Regions from separate parts of the Triticum aestivum genome. Here region 2 is linked to region 1. The links are chromatin contacts, called in public Hi-C maps. All regions are on one chromosome and are shown on one strand. The core of a region is the stretch at or near the end of the contact, and the rest is flanking DNA. Distances in the headings are between cores, read along the strand shown.

Region 1 (6,431 bases), core at 2,564-5,063:
ACATAAAGATTGATATATTGGACGACTATATTCGGACATCGGAAGTGTTCCGGAGAAGTTTCGGATAAAAATGGAGTACCGGGGGGTTACCGGAAACCCCCGGGGGGTTAATGGGCCCCATGGGCCTAAAGTGGAGAAGAGGAGGGGCGGCCAGGGCAGGCCGCGCGTCCCCTCCCCCTCTAGTCCGAATTGGACAAGGAGGGAGGGGCGGCGCCCCCCCTTTCCTTCCTCTCCTCTCTCCCTTCCTTCCCCCTCTCCTACTTGGACAAGGAAAAGGAGGGAGTCCTACTCCCGGTAGGAGTAGGACTCCTCCCTGGGGCGCCTCATCATGGCCGGCCGCCCCTCCCCCTTGCTCCTTTATATACGGGGGCAAGGGGGCACCTCTAGACACAACAATTGATCCTTGAGATCTCTTAGCCGTGTGCGGTGCCCCCCTCCACCATAATCCTCGATAATATTGTAGCAGTGCTTAGGCGAAGCCCTGCGACGGTAGAACATCAAGATCGTCACCACGCCGTCGTGCTGATGGAACTCTTCCCCGACACTTTGCTGGATCGGAGTCTGGGGATCGTCATCGAACTGAACGTGTGCTAGAACTCAGAGGTGTCGTAGTTTCGGTGCTTGATCGGTCGGGCCGTGAAGACGTACGACTACATCAGCCGCGTTGTTATAACGCTTCCGCTTTCGGTCTACGAGGGTACGTGGACAACACTCTCCCCTCTTGTTGCTATGCATCACCATGATCTTGCGTGTGCATAGGAATTTTTTTGAAATTACTACGTTCCCCAACAGCCACAAGCTACTATGGGCTCTAGCATAGTTGATTAAGTCGTGCGAACTCTTACAATGGTAGACTAGCAGATGTAGGGGAAAGTAGGTGTAACGGTCTACCCGATCGTAAGGTGCTAGCGCTTCTGAAAGACTATGTCTCGGTCATCCGTTTTTCAAACACCATGTAGTGCGAGAATCCTAACGAAGGAGATCGAGTCTTGTGGAGAAAAGTGCGCAAACCTCTGCAGAGTGTATAAACTAATCATGATTAGCCGTGTCCCTGGTTATGGACGTTTTGAGTATCTAGTACTTGGATTATCATGTGAATCTCATCATGTGACTTTAATTAATTTTGTTGGATTTTAATGATGATGCTTAATTGGGATTGAGAGGGTGTCTACACTCTCAATGTTTAACAACCACCATGTTTGTTAAATAAAATTTATTGTTTTACAGTAGGGAAAAATTGGCTTTACGCAAAACTGTAACCATAGAGCTTTCCACCAGCCATATATGCATGTAGTATAGCCCAGTTCTGTTCATTACTCTCTATGTGTTACATTGCCAGCATATTCCATGTGCTGACCCATTTTCGGGCTGCAACGTTCATGTTGCAGATTTTTCAAACGACGAGTAAGGTGTCTTAGGTCGTGGTTCTATACTCAGTGATGCCGTTGGAGTTGATGGACTCACTTTTCTTCCAAGCCTTACGCTGTTATCTTTATTAGATGGCCTTAAGCCATATTATTTGCAATAAGTTCTCTTTGGAGACATTCGATGTAATAAGTGTGTGATTGCTACTCAGTTATAAATCCTTCAAGTACTATGCGTGTCAGCATTACTGATCCAGGGATGACACTGAAGCACAGAGATCAGACTGTTTGAGGTCTGGTCGCCATAGTATAAGCTTCTCACAAACCAGAGTTTCTCACAAGAAGCCTCATGGTTTCCGTAGGGAACGTGTCACCTTTGTGGACGAAATGATATTCGTTGCCTCTTCTTACTTTCAATTTTTATCTAGTGTCAACATAGAACAACAGTAGTGTCATTTTAACTTTTTGTACTTTTCCGCGGTTCATTAGAAATTTTTTTATACATTAACTGAGTTTCCTTGGTATTTTATGTGCATAATTTAAATTTGAACTACATGCACATGCTCCAATGCAGAAAAATGGATTGGAATATAAAATGTGTGTCAATGGGTGCATGCTTAGGTCCCACGCAAGAAATGAGAATGAATTTTAAACAGTCGCTCGACCGCAAACATTGAGGTACATGATTTTAAAATTCTAGCAAATCCAAAAGAAATTCATGAAACTTGGCATGCTATCATGAAATAGCATCAACATGCTGTGGTAGAAAAATAGTTCCATTTGGGCCAGATTTAGGTATAAGCTACTCAAAAACCAGAGCTTCTCACACGAAGCTTCATGGTTCCGGTAGGAAACTTATGACCTTTGGGGACACAACGATATTGGTTGCCTCTTTTTGCTTTCAAAATTCCGTCTAGTGGCAACATAGACCAACAGGAGTGTCGTGTTAAAATTTGAAATTTTTCTGGGTTCATTAGGATATTTTTATACCTTAACCGAGTTTTGTAGACAGTTTATGTGCATAATTCAAATATAAACTACATGCACTTGCTCTAGTGCAGAAAATGGGTTCAAAAATCAAATGTGTTTCCTTAGGTGCATGCTCAGGACCCATGCAAGAAATTGAAATGAATTTCAAGCACCTCGGCACCGTTGCTTGCTGGCAAACGTTGTGAAGAAGAGATTATTTGAGACGTGCGGACGCGCTCGTCGGCGTTTGAGGGTGGGATTTGTTGTATCCGAGCAACAAAACGGATGGGATTTGTTGTATCCGAGCAATAAAACGGGCACTTTTTGGCAGATTTGACAACAAGCGGGCACCACTGAACATGCAAGCACCGTTTGTTGTATTTTTTGAATACAGTACAGATGCAAGCGTTTATATACATGCGCATACAATCACCCTTGTAAACATATACGCACATCAAGACTTAAATCTCGATGTGCTAGAAATACCACAGTCCCTCTAACCATCAAACGATATGTTGGTTTGCGGTTGTTGCATTTTAATTGTAATACATGTATGGTCTACAATCGATCCGGACGAATACCGGGGCGAAGAAAACAAATGACAAGGCCAAACGCATGGGGTCAAGATAAGATACATGGGACGCTGTGCGTGCATGCAGGAGCATTAACTGGCGCCTGGTCATTATGTTTATCCATCCCCATCAGTCACCATGCATGCAGGATTACTACTAGTACTTCTCTGGTCAAGGTAATTAACCAAATGACCTGGAGAGCAGCATGCACAGTTCACACGGTGCAAGGTCAGCCCAGTAACAGTTCACCTTGAACCAAAATGCCGTCGAACCGAACGCCAGGCATGATTACCCTTTTGCGGTGCAAGTGGAGTACGTTGCGGTCGTGGCCGGAGCATCAAGTATAGCATCAAACCGGACACTTCTGGTTGACTGTGAACCGAACCATTTGTTGGATCGATGCCGGAGCAGCATCGCCGATCGGCAACCAAAAATTGTCGGGCCATCCAGAGATCCTGCAGCCAGCTGAACTGGGTTTGGGTGGACAGACGAGTCATGACTCATGACGGCAGAAAGCGATCCGTCCATCCATCATCCATCCAACGCGTGCGCGCGCACTGCGCCCCACCTGTCACCCCGCACCGCGGCACACGCTTCCCGGCCGCGGCCCACACGTGCGACCGGCCCAGGAGACCAAGCCGGATCGCACACGTACGCCCACCGTATGTATACTCACCCCGTATACCATACGCTCTACCGTATCACGTACAGCAATACCGGTATGTCTTCAGGTCAGCCCGCCATATGTACACCGAGTCCATGGAGAGCGGTGCCACCGCGGGTGGCCCACGCGCCAGGCGGACAGAGACCGGCCACCTCCTGCGCCAGGCTCGCACGCCTGGACCCGGCGCATGGACCGCTGCGGGGTCGTCCTGTAACTATAGAAAACGCCCCCCTGTTTTTCCTTTGCTAGTCCTGGCCTAGCTCCCAGCAAAAAAAATAGTCCTGGCCTAGCTCAGCATCTCTATCCAATCCTCCCTTCCCTTCTCTCTCCACCTCTCTCTTTCCTTCTCTCTCTCTCGAAGATTTCTTGTCCTCGTCTGTGCGCTCCGGCTCGGCGTGGTCAATCTCTCGGCGGACGCACCCACCCGCCGATCCGCGCGTGATCCTCCGTGATTTTCGCTGGATCTTGCTTAGCTAGCTGCGGGTGCGCGCATGTCGACGGCGCTGGCGCCGGGGATGGCGCGGGGGCACGGGTTCCGTGGCGCGGGGAAGGGGAAGCAGCGGTCGGATTCGGAGGAGCCGGAGACGAATCGTGGCGGCGGCCCCAACGGGTTCTACGTTGAGGAGGAGGGGGAGGAGGTTGGGAGGGAGGAGCTGCGGGAGCTGGAGGAGGCGCTCTCGGATGCCTCCTCGATCGGGGCGGCCTCCTCGGATAGCTCCTCGATCGGGGAGGACTCCACGTCGGAGAAGGAGGAGGGAGAGGAGGAGGAGGTGGAGAGCGAGGCGCCGGTGGATGAGGTGCTCGCTATGGGGCTCGGGACCCTCGAGTCTCTCGAGGATGCGCTGCCCAGCAAGTAAGCTTTCTTCTTCCCCATCCTCTTGCTCCTTGCTTTATTATTAATTAATTACCGGAGGTTTTTGCTAAATTTGTATGATCTTGTTTGTGATCTCTTCAAGTTTTTCTTGGTCAAATAGGATATTTCTTAGTCCAACAGTCTTAGAGAAAAAGATGGATTTTTTTTCTTCTTTGAGGAAAAAATCTGTTCTGATTCCTCGGCCAGTTGTGTTTTCTGGTGTAATCATTAAGCTCTGTAGATCACAGAACTAGCGTACTAGTCTGCCTGTTCTGTTGAACTTTGCATTCTACCAGGACGGACCATGGAGAAAGTTAGCATGTTTCTGCTAGTCAAAACAGATAAAGATCATGGATGGATTTAATTTGGTGTGTGTAATTAGCTGGAATCCCGGGCATGTGAATAGCCCAGCGGTGCATCGACTACAGGCCAAATACTCTGCAAATATGCAATTACTAGTACCCATGGAGTGTTTGCCCTGAACATTAACCGACCAAGATGAATGAAATTAATCGCAGGAGGGGCCTCTCGAATTTCTACGCCGGCAAGTCCAAATCCTTCACAAGCCTGGCGGAGGCTGCAGCCAAGGCGGCTGCCAAGGAGATCGCCAAGCCGGAGAACCCCTTCAACAAGCGCCGCCGCGTGCTGGCGGCATGGTCGCGGCGGCGGGCCTCCTGCAGCTCGCTGGTCACCACGTACCTGCCGCCACTCCTCTCCCTCGACCACACTGTGGTGGAGGGGGACGAGGAGGAGGAGGAGGAGGAGGAGGAAGAACGCTCGGACGACGGCGACGACGAGGGTAACAGCAGCGGCAATGGCAGGAGGGAGAAGGCCCCGGCGTCGCCCAGGTTCCCTCCGCGCAGCCTGCACAGCGCGTCCCAGAAGGCGAGCGTCATGAGTAGGAACACCATCAATCCGAGCACGAGCTCATTCCGATCCCCAAGGTCATTCTCCCTCTCCGATCTGCAAAACGCTGGATACAACTAGCTGAAACGTAGGCCGAATTTAGGTTGGCGAGATGGTGCTGCTGCCGCTGCTGCTACTGTATAATCAAGAGGTCTCTACATATAAGAGAACATTAATTTGTTGTGTTTGTCTGTCTGTTGGCCTCTTCTTGAATCACCTGGTACAATAGCATGACATGGCAATGGCAACCCGAAGTGGCCGCTTCTTTCAGCCAAACTGAAAGTTCTTAACCGTGTTCTCATCGATTAAAGGATAATGATGTTGAGCTGATGTCGTTGATGACAGGTTAGTGGTTTAATAGTTGCTCTGACCAGCGGTGTTTGCTGGTGGCAGCAGAGAGGCAGAAATGGTGGGTGATGAGTCCCATGCATGCCTCATCCGATAAGCATCATCCAGTTGTTAGCGACTCGCTTTAGGCTCTCTTCAGCTGATTGCTACCATTAGCCAGCTAATCTAAAAGCTTAGCACACGGAAAGAAAAACATTTTCCTTTCAGAGGTGGCATAACCTTCACCTCCCAAAAAATTGAAGTTCTTTTTTTTAAAGGATAAAGTTGAAGATCACATAGACGAATAGCAAACGCTATGCAGATCATCTGGCACAAGCAATGGCTTCCAATGGAGGGGAGTAATTAACTTCATCCTCACGAGAGCAAAAGCTATAACTGCCATAGAAAAAGTGGAAATCGAGAAGCTCTTTGACGTGTCGCCACGTATGGCACACCGGTTAACGAAGCAGGAGAGAAGCGCGATCCGGACTAGTTAACCTGGGGAGGTGGAAACTAAAGCAGCAGGCGGATCACAACCTTAAAGGGTGCTTGGATACAAGGGACTATTTTTAGTCTGACTAAAAATAGTCTTTTTTAAAGGCTAAAGTTCTAAGCACCCCTGACTAAAGAGAGGCTAGGACTAGTCTTGAGGCTAAAATCTTTTAGTCATGAGAAACCTACTAAAATATGTATTAGCTCTCTCTCTCCTCATTTAATTCCTCTCCTTAGTTCTGAATTGGAGGGTTTGGAGGATAATAAATGCTTAATAACTAGAT
Region 2 (5,970 bases), core at 1,039-3,538, 210 kb before region 1:
CTGCATGTTTTTTGTATCGCAGAGTATCCATATCAAACGAAGTCCAAATTCAATAAAATTTCATGGAGAATTATTTTGGAATATATGTGGTTTTTTGGAGTTGTAATCACCACAAACGGAGTCCCGTGGTGGGCACAACCCACCAGGATCCGACCCCTGAGTCAGGCGCGTGGTGGTGGGTTGTGTTCACCCCGTACGTCGATTGGAGCTCTACTTCGGGCGCAAGGAAGCTTATATCCGGAAAAAAATCATGTTAAAATATCAGCGCAATCGGAGTTACGGATCTCCGGGAATATAAAAAATGGTTTTCGGCCAGATCTGGGGAACGCGAAACAGAAGAGAACAGAGAGGGAGATCCAATCTCGGAGGGGCTCCCGTCCCTCCGCGGCCATGGAGACCAAGGACCAGAGGGGGAACTCTCCTCCCATCTAGGGGGAGTACAAGGAAGAAAAAGAAGGAGGGAGGCTCTCTCCCCCTCGCTTCCGGTGTCGCTGGAGTGCCACCGGGGCAACGATCGGGACGACGATCTACATCAACAATCTTGCTACCGTCATCACCAACTTTATCACCCTCCATGCAGTGGTGTAAACCCTCTTCTCCCCGCTGTAATATCTACTTAAACATGGTGCTCAACTCCATATATTATTTTCCAATGATCTATGGTTATCTTATGATGTTTGAGTAGATCCATTTTGTTCTGTGGGTTAATCATGATCTTGGTTGGTATGTGTGACGCCCGGATAATTAAGCTAGAGTAATCCCCCTAATGATTCCATGTCATTAGGTTTAACTTAGCCAAATTGCCACTTCACAAAAATCGAAGCCAAATTATTATATCTTCAAAAAGTAAAACAAAAACATTCACTGGGTTGAAAAAATTCACTATCTAATTGTCATAAATAAACCAACTTTATTTGAATTATTAAAGTGCCCTTAAACTATTTAAACTGGGTGAACAACCCAAAATAAACCTTTCCTATTTAAACAAAATTTCAAATGAATCCAATTAGTCGTCAAACTTTTTTTGTGGCAGCCCTAAATAATGTATAGTATTTATATGTCAAAGCTCTACTTTTCAAAAGTCATTTGGTTCAAGATTTAAATGCCAAACATAAGCTAGTTAAAGAAACAGAAAAGAAAAATGAGAATTGAATTAAAAAAGGGAGAAGAAGGAAGCCCCCCTCATCCCCATGGGCCTTAGGCCACAAGCAGGCCTGCTAGGCCCAGGCGCCCCACCATCTCCTTAACCCTAGCCGCTAGCAGCCTCTCGTCCCGATCCCCTCGTTCCCCACCACGCGCCACCAGGGTTAGACTCGCTCGATCCTTGCCCATCTCCCTCACGCCGCACCTCATGCCCGAACCTCCCCTCGCAGCGTCTCCTCTCCCCTGCTCCCTGCAGCACCTTCGCCGCCCGCCTCCGCTCGTCGGTGCCCCGTCACCAGGGACCTTCCCTCGCCCCGCATGCTGCTGCTTCACCTCGCCGCTGCGCCCTACCTCGACATGGATGGCCCCGACCTCCGCCGCCCAACGACCAGGTCCGGCCGGCCTTCGCCGTCCCTTCCCATTCGCGGATGGATCTGGCTGCAGCCACGTCATCCCCGGCGCCAAGTCCGTCCTCCTGTGCCGCCTCGCTGCCAGACGAGCACCAAGCCGCCGCCTGGAGCTCCGTCCTGAAGCTCGTTGCTGCCGCCTCTCCAACCTCATCGGGATCCGCGTTGCCATAGCCACTTCCGCCCTGGCCTCGCTGCCTCAAGCACCACCACGAGCCTGCTGACATCCCTATAGCTCCACTGCGAGCCGCCGTCCGTTTTCCCCCTCCCCTGCTTGTTTTGGCCGTCCCTGGCGCCGTATGCCGCGAGGCCGAGCTCCTGCCATCGCCTGCCGTTAGCGTTCCCGGCCTCCCTGGCGACTGTCACGACCACCGTCCGACACGGCACCTCCCACGCTGTCGGACGCGCCCAACCACATGCCCGTTCGTGGCCGGATGGGCGATTCCAGCGAGGCCCCGCGTGGCGCCGTCGTGTTCTGCCTCACCGGCGTGGCCGGCCGTTCGAACCGTCCCGTGGGCCACCGGTAGGTGGGCCCCGTGGGATTAGCCGCTAAGCTGGACTCTAATCCATCACCCATGTGTAAATGACAAACTGGACCCGCACCTAATTAATCATGGGCATAATTAGCCGGCTAATTAAACTAATCCTTATGGCCACTGACGGTGAGCCATGCAACTGTAGTGATTAGGTTTAAACTCTAACAAAATGTGTTAGCAAATTGACCCACTGACCACTAGGCCCCACCCTGACTAATTAAGTTAATTAGTTTAAATAAACTTTGTTAATATTGCCACTATCTATGACCCCCACCTTGACCGGTTTGACTAGTCAAAGTGTTGGTTGTGTATCCCCTAGCCAATGACAGATGGCCCCCACCTACACTGTTCATTGTTGACCTGGTTCGCTTTGACTACTGAGTCAGCAGTTGAATACTAGGTGCACTTAATGAAATAGCTATTTAATAACTCGAATTTAATTAAATACAGTAATGTCAGAAATTGATTAAAACTTTAAAAATTAATATAAAATAATCCGTAACTCGGATGAAAATACTTTGTACATGAAAGTTGCTTAGAACGACGAGGCGAATCCGAATACATGACCCGTTCGTCCACCACACGTCCCTAGCATAGCGAACGTGCAACAATCCACCTCCAGTTCATCTGCCCAAAAACGTCAAACACCGGGGATACTTTCCCGGTTGTTTTCCCCCTTTGCCGGTATCACCTCCTACCGCATTAGGGCACACCTAGCACCGTTACTTGTCATGTCATGCGTCGTTATGCATCTGTTTGCATTGTATTCATTGTTTCTTCCCCTCTTCTCTCCGGTAGACTACGAGACTGACGCCGCTGCTGGTGCCCCGATCGACTACGTTGTTGACGACCCCTCCTTGCCAGAGCAACTAGGCAAGCCCCCCTCCTTGATCACTGGATATCACCTATCTTCTCTCTACTGCTTGCATTAGAGTAGTGTAGCATGTTAGTGCTTTTCGTTTATCCTATCCTGAATGCATAGCCCGTCCTTGCTACTACTGTTGTTACCTTTACCTGTAATCCTAAATGCTTAATATAGGATGCTAGTCTTTCAATAGTGGCCCTACATTCTTGTACGTCTGCCATGCTATACTATCGGGCCATGATCACTTGGGAGGTGATCACGGGTATATACTTATATACATAATATGTGATACTTGTGGTAAGTCGGGTCGGCTCGTAGAGTACCCGCGAGTGATTCTTGGATTGGGACCGAAAGGATGTTAGTCCCGACGGCCCTCTGAGTGGATCTTTGTGGCGGAGCGACAGGGCAGGTTGAGACCACCTAGGTGAGAGGTGGGCCTGGCCTTGGTCGGCGTTCGCGATTACTTCAAAATAACACGCTTAACGAGATCTTGGTATTTGATCTGAATCTGGCCACTGTCCTATACGCACTAACCAACTATGCAGGGACAATTATGGGCACTCGACATTGTGGTATCAGCCGAAGCCTTCTTGACGTTAGTGACTGAGCGGCGCGCGCCGGATTGGGATGGAACGCCTGCTCTTGTATTAGGGAGGCTAGGTCTGCTTCCGGCCGCATTCGCAATGTGCAGGTGTGCAATGGGCGATGGGCCTAGACCCCTACGCGCATAGGATTTAGACCGGCGTGCTGACCTCTCTGTTATGCCTAGGTGGGGCTGCGACGTGTTGATCTCCCGAGGCCGGGCATGACCCAGGAAAGTGTGTCCGGCCAAAGGGGATCGAGCGTGTTGGGAAATGTGGTGCACCCCTGCAGGGAAGTTTATCTATTTGAATAGCCATGTCCCTCGGTAAAAGGACGACCCGGAGTTGTACCTTGACCTTATGACAACTAGAACCAGATACTTAATAAAATACACCCTTCCAAGTGCCAGATACAACCCGGTGATCGCTCTCTCACAGGGCGAAGAGGGGAGGATCGCCGGGTAGGATTATGTTATGCGATGATACTTGGTTAACTTACCATCTACTCTCTTCTACTACTTCAAGATGGAGGCTACCAAAAGTGTAGTCTTCGATAGGACTAGCTATCCCCCTCTTATTCTGGCATTCTGAAGTTCAGTCCACATATACTACCCCTTTCATTCATAACAATGCATATGTAGTGTAGCTCCTTGCTTGCGAGTACTTTGGATGAGTACTCATGGTTGCTTTGCTTCCCTCCTTTTCCCCTTTCTATACCTGGTTGTTGCGACCAGACGTTGGAGCCCAGGAGCCAGACGCCACCATCGACAATGACTCCTACTACACTGGAGGTGCCTACTACTATGCACAGGCTGCCGCCGACGATCAAGAGTAGTTTAGGAGGATCCCAGGCAGGAGGCATGCGCCTCTTTCGATCTGTATCCCATTTTGTGCTAGCCATCTTATGGCAATTTGCTTAACTTATGTCTGTACTCAGATATTGATGCTTCCGCTGACTCGTCTATGATCGAGCTCTTGTATTCGAGCCCTCGAGGCCCCTGGCTTGTAATATGATGCTTGTATGACTTATTTTATTTTTAGAGTTGAGTTGTGATATCTTCCGGTGGGTCCCTGATCTTGATCGTACACGTTTGCGTGTATAATTAGTGTACGATTGAATTGGGGGCGTCACAGTATGATTGTATATTTTATTTATGATTTTGTCCTACGGTGCCCTCCGTCTCACGCAAACATGAGGGACCCTCGTTGTAGGGTGTTGCAATATGTTCATGGTTTGCTTATTATCGGTGTTGCGGGGGTGACAGCAGCCTAAACGCGGATAGGTGGGTCATGGCGCATGGGAGTAAAGAGGACTTGATACTTAATGCTATGGTTGGGTTTCACGACCTTAATGATCTTTAGTAGTTGCGGATGCTTGTTAGAGTTCCAATCATAAGTGCATATGATTCAAGTAGAGAAAGTATGTTAGCTCATGCCCCTCCCTCATATAAAATTGCAAGAATGATTACCGGTACTTGTTATCGATTGCCTAGGGACAAATAACTTTCTTGTTGACACAAACCCTTTTAGTAAACACTTAACTTTTATTATCTTGCAAATTACTTCTAGTTTTATTCTTGCAAAGTAGTTCTAGCATCACTCCTACAAACTAGTTTCATACTTGTTTCCGGTAAAGCAAACGTCAAGTGTGCGTAGAGTTGTATCGTTGGTCGATAGAACTTGAGGAAATATTTGTTCTCCCTTTAGCTCCTCGTTGGGTTTGACACTCTTATTTATTGAAGAAGGCTACAAACGATACCCTACACTTGTGGGTTGTCCATACCTTTTTCTGGCACCGTTGCCAAGAAGCAATAGCGTGGGGTGAATATTCTCGTGTGTGCTTGTTTGCTTTATCACTAAGTAGTTTTTATTTCCTGTTCTAAGTTGTTCTCTATCTTTAGTTATGGATATGAACACGAAAGACCAAAAAAATTAGTTGTACTTGCTACTCATGGAGATGGGGAACCTCCTAAAATCCTCGATGCTCGTTATGTGAAAAATATTATGCACTACTTTGATAATCCTGAGAAAACCCCATTCAACCTGATAATGGGAGTAACGTTGGATCAACGTGAATACTTTAGGGATTATCGCTTGACTCAAAAGGGAAAACTTTTATGGGATCAAATTGAAATGTTGCAATGGTATGCTTGGAATCTATGCTTGAGATATGATTATACTTGTTGCTCTAAGATTGAAGTTCCACACCTTCCCTATTCATGCAAATTTAATGATAATGAAACCTTGGCTTCTTATCCTAGAGGTATATATGATTATTACGATGTGGAACGAATAGAAGAATTTGTTGCTTTTAAGGGTGCATATGAAATTGAATCTTTGTTTGAAAAGTTTGAAGATTTTGATGATTCAGTTTATAGACCTGAAAATCTTGCTATCCTTAAATATTGCTATGATAATTATAAATACAATTACGATAT

What was found. A called contact is a pair of places that touch in the nucleus more often than the background predicts.
Region 2: a Hi-C map of leaf shows a contact between it and region 1, with 5 times the contacts expected there. The contact joins the enhancer-like site here to the promoter of LOC123151530 in region 1. A contact is called at or near these places in 4 of 5 Hi-C or Micro-C datasets (leaf and an unstated tissue) and 1 of 1 datasets of contacts at active chromatin or transcription factors (leaf).

Annotation. Positions count from the first base shown.
Region 1 is chr7A:245,521,885-245,528,315 of IWGSC CS RefSeq v2.1, reverse strand. It overlaps LOC123151530 (ABC transporter F family member 4), which reads left to right and starts at 3,813. Exons shown (of 2, transcript XM_044571228.1): 1 at 3,813-4,422; 2 at 4,941-5,519. The coding sequence starts at 4,061. The coding sequence ends at 5,409.
Region 2 is chr7A:245,727,464-245,733,433 of IWGSC CS RefSeq v2.1, reverse strand. No RefSeq gene overlaps it. Among protein-coding and RNA genes, the nearest start is that of LOC123154428, 6.7 kb to the left of the region's middle. Within about 2 kb of position 2,288, at least 8 of the 8 cell types and tissues checked have an H3K27ac peak or open chromatin away from gene starts, as enhancers often do. A contact at or near this core is called in leaf, where this site is marked.